Linked DNA regions of Arachis hypogaea: region 1 is linked to region 2. The links are chromatin contacts, called in public Hi-C maps. All regions are on one chromosome and are shown on one strand. The core of a region is the stretch at or near the end of the contact, and the rest is flanking DNA. Distances in the headings are between cores, read along the strand shown.

The links. A called contact is a pair of places that touch in the nucleus more often than the background predicts.
Region 1: a Hi-C map of an unstated tissue shows a contact between it and region 2, with 4 times the contacts expected there. The contact joins the promoter of LOC112716120 here to the promoter of LOC112716119 in region 2. A contact is called at or near these places in 2 of 8 Hi-C or Micro-C datasets (leaf and an unstated tissue).

The regions. Positions count from the first base shown.
Region 1 is chr10:100,390,669-100,395,690 of arahy.Tifrunner.gnm2.J5K5, forward strand. LOC112716120 reads left to right here and starts at 3,695. Exons shown (of 12, transcript XM_072205188.1): 1 at 3,695-4,159. The region is part of intron 3 of LOC112716128; the gene reads left to right.
Region 2 is chr10:100,203,671-100,208,681 of arahy.Tifrunner.gnm2.J5K5, forward strand. It overlaps LOC112716119 (DNA repair protein RAD51 homolog 3), which reads right to left and starts at 2,134. Exons shown (of 11, transcript XM_025767973.3): 1 at 1,829-2,134; 2 at 800-845; 3 at 65-244. The coding sequence starts at 176.

The DNA.
Region 1 (5,022 bases), core at 2,445-4,944, 190 kb after region 2:
AAATACTCGATTTTTCATCGATGCTAGCAACCTATATATAACTTTTTCAATCTCCTTTGTCCTATTAGTACCGAGACTCATCAATATCAGACTCTGTAACTCAGACAAAGAACTTAGTCTCCAAGTGCGCAAGAGGATAGGACTATCACACTCAAACACAACTCCATTGTCACTGTTTCTCATATGACAATTGGGATATATACTTATAACAATATATCTAATACCACTAGATACTTTTACTAGATTTATTGAAAGAATAGAGAAGAAGATGTAAAATGCTTGTGGTGAAGACTAATACTTACAGATCCTTTTATACTTGGTCAAAATTTCTCGTAGTCTATCTCGTTTAGAGTGTAAATGATATAGTTTTTTACGTATCTCGTTTAAACTATAAACGAGTTGAATTTAACTGTATCTCATTTACATTATTTACAGTTAAACGAGATACGTGTAGTGCATCCTCTCTTATGTATCACGTGTGCAAATGTGATATGTTCAACGCAAAATGTATCTTATCTCGTTTATATTGTATGAGCAGCGAGCAGTTGTGATAAGCGACTGGCGGTAGGAAAATGAGACACAACTATTGGCGAGAGACGCAGAGACGAGGTTGATGCGAGACGCCGCTGCTGTGTGTGTTAGTTCTTATGCTTGACCACAGAGAGAGAAGCGAGCCACCGCGAAACACAAACTGGCGACAACCGACACAGGAGTTGGTAGATGCAGTGGATCCCGCAAGGAGAACCACACGATGTTAGCGACAGCGACTCTATGAGAGTGGAAAGATTGAGACACCGTTTTGGTTCATTTTAGTGTGAGAGAGTGTGAGAATGTGTTGGAGAAGGAGGTTAAGGTTAGGGGTTTGGATTGTTCAGATGAAATTTGATTAATTAATTAAAAATTCCACCTATAAATATATACATTAATAAGATTGTCATAAGAGTAAAATACATTGGCCACTTTAGCATTATTTCCGTTAGAGTTGCGTTTCGACGAATTTACGAATACGGTTGTTCAAATTTTAAAATTATGTAAAAATTATTTTGTCAATAGCAAAAATCAAATATCATCAAATCAGAATTAGAATATTTCGAATACAGATTTTATATTTTCCTCTTTATATGTATTAACAAGTGTAATTACCTGTACCATGCACGTGATAAGATTAAAATTATAATTTTAAGTTATTTTGTTAAAATTAATTTGAATTATAATAATTTGATTAATAAAAAAATAACATATTATGCATTGTTTGTTTTTTTTATCTAGTGTTAATTAAATTAGCTCTAAAATAGTTATTAATCGGTTTTAGTAATCTACTTTCTTCAATAAATCAGACATATATACTAAATGTGATCATAAATAATCTAATAATACTTAAATCCACTAACAAATTTTTATATATTGGTTTACTGTGAACTAAGAACATATCAAAATCAGCTCAAAATTAACAACAAATTATTACAGAATTCTAATACAGAAAGTTCTCTAATAAACAATAAATAATTTAAACCCACTGAATAACAATTCAACACTATTCTTTGATGCCTGCAAAATATATACTTGAAACAATATTATATCAATGTTAAATTGTATATGATTAACGTAATTATAAAATTATTTATCAGGAGAATAAAATAATACGAATTTTTACGATAATTTTAATATTCTCAAGCTATAAATGTACAATAAGAATACATTACCCATTAGCACTAAACATTTGTCAATTTTTTTAATTGATAGTAATAAATGTTAATAAATTAATAAATTTAATTAAGAGATTTCATTATTACATTTTCATTATAAGTTTTCAAAAAATTCTCTATATACCATATTCATCGTGCAGTTATCTTCCAAGTTTCTGTGATCTTGCAACAGCACTCGCAGACCATCTTTGCTCGTTACTTGTTATTCTTTAAAATATGAACAAAAAATATTTATAAACTTGGCCTAGCATTACTTAATAAAATCATGAAAAATAATCAACTTACCTTATCATCCATGAGAACCATCACCGATAGGAGTCTCTGGTACAAACTTCTGCTCATCATCATTCTCAGAAGAACCATTTTTGTTGCTATCCGCAACATACTCTTCATCCGACTTCTCACTGTCCATGTCCATGTGTACTATAGGACTAGCACGGTGCAAAGGGAGTGATGCAAAAGGTGGGTCATCTTAGAGAAAATTCGAGGCCTAGAACCACCACTACCAATATCACTAACCTCCACAGAAAGTTTCATCACTTATTCGGCCATGATTTTCCCGTAGATATCAAACATCAGGCGCACATGCTCATGACCATCGAGTCAAAAAATACAAAATTAAAATACTCGATTTTTCATCGGTGCTAACAACCTATATCTAACTTTTCCAATCTCCTTTGTCCCATTAGCACTGAGACTCGTAAAATATCAGACTCTGTAACTCAGACAAAGAACTTAGTCTCTAAGTGCGCAAAAGAAAAGGACTATCACACTCAAAAACAACTTCATTGTCATTGTTTTTCATATGATAATTGGGATACATACATACAACAATATATCCACTACAACTAGATACTTTTACTAGATTTATTAAAAGAGTGGAGAAGAAGAAGTGAAATGTTTGTGGAGAAGACTAATACTTATAGATCCTTTTATAACTAGTCAAAATTTCTCGTAGTCTATCTCGTTTAGAGTGTAAATGATATAATTTTTTACGTATCTCATTTATACTGTAAACGAGATATGTGTAGTGCATCATCTCTCATGTACCACGTGTGCAAACGTGATATGTTCAACGGAAAACGTATCTTATCTTGTTTATATTGTATGAGCAGCGAGCAGTTGTGATTAGCGACTAGCGGTAGGAAAATGAGACACAATTATGGGCGAGAGGCGCGGAGACGAGGCTGATGTGAGACACCACTACTACGTGTGTCTGTTCTTATATTTGACCGCAAGGAGAGAAACGAGCCACCGCGAAGCACAGACCGGTGACGAACAACACATGAGTTGGCAGATGTAGTAGACCCCGCAAGGAGACGCGTGACCACACAGTGTTAGCGACAGCGACTCTGTGAGAGTGGAAAGGTTGAGACGCCGTTTTGGTTCATTTTAAAGTGAGAAAGTGTGAGAGTGCATTGGGGAGGGAGATTAAGGTTAGGATATGGATTGTTCAGATAGAATTTGATTAATTAATTAAAAATTCCACCTATATATGTACATTAATAAGATTATCATAACAGGAAAATACAACGGCCACTTTAGCATTATTTTCGTTAGAATTGCACTCTGATGAGTTTACGAATATGCTTGTCAAATTTTAAAATCATTCAAAGATTATTTTGTCAATAACAAAAATCAATTTGACCAAAATTAGAATATGTGGAGCACCGATATGATATTTTCTTCTTTATATAATTTTAACCTCCATGTTGCTAAGGTTACCGGAGCAATTTATAATAGGAAATGAAGTGGAGTGTTGCATTCTCAAAACTAAACTCATGTCATAACCAATGTTTTGAAAACTGGATCGGATTGACCGGTCAAACCGGTTCAACCGGACCGGCAAAGAAAAGATCCGATCCAATGTGCAAAACCGCACAATCTAAAACCATTCGAGAACCGCTGGCCGGTAACCGGTCGGCTGACCGGACCAGAAGCCGGCCGGTTTACAAAAACGACGTCGTTTCCTTTCGTGAAGGAAAAGATTGCACGCGTTATCCACTTATCCCCCTTCTCCAACTCCTTCCAGCAAATGCCCTAGCCTCCACCAAAGAAAGCAAACCCTAGCAGCCTCCACCAATCGTTGTCGCCGTCTGTCGGAGTGAGGGTCTACTGCCGCCGTCCGACGACTCAAGAACTACCGTCTTCGTGGTCTCGGTTCTCTCTCGGGATCCTCCGCGTCGTGTGCTCGCATCTCGTCTCTCTCCTCTGTGCTCGGCTGCTCGCGCCTTCCTCCGCCAGTGGGTGCTCGACCTGTGCGCGTTGGTTGCTGCTCGTTGTCCGTGGTTGTCTCTGCTCGATTCTGCCTCCCAGTGTCACTCGAGTCTCGTCTCGGTCACTGGCATCTCGTGGTTCGTCTGTCTCGTCGCCGGCGGCAGAAGCAACTCGTGGGGTTGTCTCTTGCTTCGTCGCCTTCTGTGGGGTGGTTGCCGACTCGGCGTCAACGGTTGGTGAGTCCCTGAACCATCGCTTCCCTGTTCTCTCTTTTCCAAATTTCCCTTCTCCCTGTATTTGTGCATGTTGCTGAATTGCTAATCAATAAATTTGCCTTGTTGCTGATCTAAATGTTGCTGTAAATCGGGACTTTACTAAGATTTGTTAAATATGTTGCTGTAACTTGAATTTGTTGCTTCCCAGTAACAGAATCATAACAGAATGCTCAGTCAGTGCTTGGTTGATTGGCTTTGCTCACTGATTGTATTTGATGATAGATTTTAAATTGATAACTTTTAAATTTTAAATTTGCACTGCCCATGTTACTGATTCACTGTTCCTACAGTGTTTTTGTTGTTGTTAATCATTGTGATGAGCTTTGTTAAATTTGGGTTGAAAAATGTTAATCTTTCTTCATTTTTCATTGTTCTTAACTTCTGTTCTTATTAAAAAATTGCAATTGGTGATCTTTTGATTTATTATATGCTTCATGTTTTTAATTTCACTCTGCTTCTAGGCTTTGAAATCAGTTTATGATAACTGTGATGCAATTATTTAGTTGGATAACTGATGTAATTATTGAGTTCAAGAGATTGAGTTTTTCTGTTCTCATTATTAGTAAGACATGGATAGTTTAGAATTTTCTATTTCTTTCCCTTACTTCTGAAGTTCGTTATTTCAAAAGGTTCAGTGTTGGCTTCAACTTTCAAATGGGAATTGGGAGCTGGTGAAGATAATAACATCTTCTGGAACTGAGTCTGATCTAGAATTATGCTAGTACACAGTGATGTTTGTGCCATTTGGCTGTACTCAGTGAGACAACTGGGAAATGTTCTTTTTTGGTCTGATTAACTACAATATTTAACCTTGTTAATCATAT
Region 2 (5,011 bases), core at 884-3,383:
TGAAAAAATGCAGGGAAAAGAGGGAATCGAAAAAGCAAAAAAAAAAAAAGATCGAAAGGTTAACCTGTGGCAAGTTGTGAAGCGGAAGCACGGGAAATGGAACGGAGTGAAGTGTAGCCAGCTGCCAAGAGCTTCCCTCTCTTCGAAGCTGATATTGGAAGCATTCCCACCTCCATATCTCTCTTAACTATCTTTCATCTTCTTCACTCTTGACTGGTTAGTACTTAGTAGAGAATGTTTGGAACTACAAGAATCGGAATTCATTTAAAAATGGAATTATTTTTGTTATAGTTTGAAACAAATAAAAATAAATAATTTTAATTTATTTCACAATTTTAATTTTTATGTTTACAAATTGGATTAAAAGTGGCCAATTTTTAAATTAATTCTCATAATAAGTTAATAACCGTGTTTAATTTGAAATATAAAAACATATGAAGCATGAATCCTTCGTTGAGTTGAGTGTCCGTGTGTCATGTGTTGAAAACACGTCAGACACGAGACACGCATCGACACTTGTTCGACATGTGTGTCTGCCATATCCAATGTTCTGAAAATCGGACCAGTCATTAAACCACTTTAGTCACTGGTTCACTGGTTCATTGGTTCAACCAGTCCAACCGATGGTTCAACCGGAAAAACCGTTTTAGAATAAAATAATAAATAAATTACAAATGACCAAAGATAAGGGTATTCCAAGAACTCTTATTAGATGCAATAGCATTCAACATTACACATGTTCTCACACACACATACAAAGCCTTAACTCAAAGAACTACCAGAATCAACAGAATAATACCATTAAAAGTCTTCCTTCTTAATTCTTATATACCTCAAAGAATTTCCTACAAAATGAAAATTGAACACAACACACAGCTTTAAAACAAAAACAAAACAACACTAAGAAATCAATCACCTCTTCTAAACACAGCCTTAGAACAACATTCAGAGTTTGAGCATTGATCACAAAATATTGATTTATGAAACAAAACAAAAACAGAAGAACAACATTCAGAGTTTGAGCATTGATAACAAAAAATTGATTTCTGAAACACAACAAACACTGCAAAACCAACAGAACAGCATTTAGAGTTTGAGCATTGATCACAAAAAATTAATTTATGAAACAAAACAAACAATCAACAGAACAATGAAAACAGAATTTTTTTTCCTTCAGAAGAAGAAAACAATGAAAACATGAAGCATATAATAAATCAATGATCACCAATATCCAGCAAGAATCTCAAAGACAACAATAAATACACAACAACAATTTAGCAAATAAACAAGAACAAGACCTAAATAGAAAATCCAACAAATTAAATCACAGAAACCTAACAATTTAGCAAATTAAAACAACAGCAGCCCAACAATTTAACAAGTTCACACTAACAGTTAAAATTTACCAGAAGAACACTAATGCAAGTGGAATCATCATGCTAATATGTTTTCTACAAAGATGTTATTTGTGCAGCTAAAATTTCCTAATTACTAAGATCCAATTATTCTAATTTCACATGCAATCAACTTACTAAGTTTCTAAAAGCTAGAAATGATAAAACCAACCCGAAATATGGTTAAAGCATTTCATCAAACATGTTGAGTGCGGTAAACTTGAAACGAAATAAGAGAAATCAAAGCTTAGTATCAATGTGATAGAGAAGAGAACATAACTATTGTATACTTTAATTCAGTCTATGAAAAAAATCCAAACCACTGCCAAATCAAATAGTTACTTATTGTAATAGAAATAAGAAGTTGCAGAGTTTGAAGCAGAGTATTGGTGTTGTGCGAGTGTATTGTCTGGTGGTGGGTTTAGGGAACTCACGGCGGCGACAAGAGAGCAGTTCGACGGCAACTAACGGCGGCGGAAGCGCGGCTGAGCAGACAAAGACGATGGACGCCGAGCTCGAGGAAGCAGCTGCGATCGGTGACAGCGAACGGGGGTTGAAGACTTGAGCACGAGGGAAGCTAGATAGACGGACGGACGGCGGCAGTATGCCACTCCTTGCGGCGGCGGTGGTGTAGGCTTACAGTGCTGGGGTTTTTTGGCTGAGTTTCTGTGAACGAAAGAAAGGGAGGGAGAAAGGGAGAAAGAAACGAAGGAGCTCAGAACCAAGAGTGAAAGTAAGCAAATTTGGCAAAAACGACGCCGTTTCTTTTAAACCGGTCGGTTCTCTGTCCCATTCAACTGGCTGGAAACCGCCGGTTCGACGGTTTTCCTCCAGTTTTTAGAGAAACGATTTTAAGAGACAAATCAGACCGTGATACTATTGGTTCACAGTTAGACTGATCGAACCGACTAATTTGATCCGGTTTTTAAAATATTGGTTCTGCTTGTTTTTTTTTTTCGAATAAACAAAACGACATCATTTTGTTCGAACCAATTAGCTACTGATTCGATCCAACCGATCGGTTATTGGTCGGTTCAACAATTTTTAAAACATTTTTTTTAGCAGTTATAAATAATAGATTGTATTGTTTTTATTACTAGATTTCGGTTGAATCAATTCAACCAGTTGGTCTGGTTCAATTTTTAGAACCATACTCTACGATAAATATTGTATATTTGTAACAGAACAAATTACAACCTTTTGCTCTCACTAGTTAAGAACAAGAAAAACAAACTTAGATTAAATCTAGATAAGACAAATCCAAAAAAAAAACCTCTTCGGCGAACCACCAAGCCTTGGACTGCCTAGGACCCATCTTCGGTTACCTTGTTAGCCTGAATTGTATTGAACACATTCAAAATATTATCCCTCCATGTCACTAGCTTTGTTCTCGGTGCTTGCCATTGATGCTGACCAAACATACGATCGTGATGACTAACAACTACAACTTGATTCATTTGGTCCTTCTTACAGTCAATCAACTTTGCAGTTAGTCCAAGAATCTGTTTTGTTTTTGTAAAAATAAAAAAATTAGTTAGAATGAACCAAATAAACCAATTCTATGAATAGTGTAAGATTAATCTATTTTTTTTTATGTAAAAGAACCGATTAGAATAAACTAAAATTAAGATGAGGACACATGTTATCTTCTGTCTCATAATTTTTATGAAAAATGATTTTTGGTCTTTATGAGAGTAACAGCCTTTTATACAAAATAGTAACACAAATTTTCTCTGACTAGAAAAAGGCCAACAAATAAATTTAGTATACAAAATATATATAAAATATATAGTTCTAAAACTTGATTAGCTACACAGTGGAATAGGGGTTCATATAAAGTATGGAACCTTAGCCGTTATATAGGCAATTAAGGCAATTAATATGACTAAATTGACCACTACATATGCATGTGAACACACAAAATTTTAGTGTGAATATAAACCAAGACACCAACTATATATATATATATATACAAATTGCATCACAACAAATTTCTAATTTGAATGTAACTAATCTACCAATTATATATGTATATGTATGCAAATACATAAGTTTAAACTTTTTGCATTCGCTACCAAAACCACCAAATATGTTCAAACACCTTCCCTGTTCGATTAAATTTTAAACATACAATTTTGACAAATAATTTGTTTTCAAATTATATTACTTGTTCTATAATTTAATTACCTTGATTTTCTTGGCACATAATAATAACCAAACTTAATCAATTTTATGACATAGGGTAAGACCTCCGTTCATGAATAATAATGGACCATTTTCCCGTCAAGATTATCGTATATAGTTTGCAAATTCCTTGTTTGACCATCATTACCGTGAAAAAACATGTCAATTCCAATACCACTACCAACATTAAGTGTGCTTGGATTAACATTTATAAAGAAATATTAGTGTTAACTTAATTTTGTAGAATTAAGTTTAATTTGATTAAATTAAACTGACAATGTAAATGTAATTTGTTCTTAAATACTCTGTTATAAAATATAATTTGAAGAAAATAATTTTGTTTGGTAATTGTAATTAAAATTATATTTAGATGTAAAATGATAAAAAAAAATCAAGTATATCATATCTATTTTCGATTTATTTTAAACAATATTAACATTATAGCGGGAGATTGTATTATTAAGGACTCTCTTTACAATAATAACCATGCAACTTGGAAGAATTGACATTATTAGAAAAATTTTAAGTGCTCTCAAAGAAATTTATATCTTTGGTGAACTTAATTATGTGTTTTTGGTTTCTCTAATGAACATTAAAACTGCATCGAATAAATATAATTATATTTGGATAATATATATTTGATTAACTCAAATGTGTTTTTGGCAGAAATAATAACTTTTTATTTTTCTATACGTAAAATAACATTAAACTATCAAAGTATTGATACATCAACACCTTCTGAATCAACAAGCTAAGAGGAGGAGAACTAGTTACTAATTTAACCTCAAGTGATGTTCCTATTTTAGGAATAGACACACAAGTCCAGCCAGATAAAAAAAAGTTAATAGATTTTTTTTTATTGTTTGGGATCATTTTAAGTGACAAAGTCAATAAGTCATCTTTAAATTATTTATTGCTTGTTGTTATTTTTCTTATCCCCAATATAAATTAGAATATATTTAGTTTACTTTGTCGAAAATGTATGATGAAAGGTGAAAAGTCTTTAAGAATTTTTTGAAAATTGAAGGATATCATTGCTAAATTATTTTAGCAATATAGCATATGGAATTCGGATCTTTTCTGATCCGCGCATGGTGCAAGAGATAGATATTAATTTTTCTTCTGATACTACACCAAATCCTAGTTTAGACACAAGTGATAATGATAACATTATGATTGAAGACTCTATGAGCAAATAAATGGAAACAAATACAAAAGATAAAGCTAAGTGAGCGTAAAAAGAATGAGATGGATATGTATTTGGAAGATGAAGTGGCAGAAGATTTTAATGGATTTGATATATTGAGGTGGTGGAGAGAAAAAACTTTGAGGTATCATGTTTTCTCTTGCATGACTAGAAATATATTAGTCATTTCTATTTTTACCCTGACATCTGAGTCAGGTTTTAGTATCGGAAGTCGTATTCTTGACCC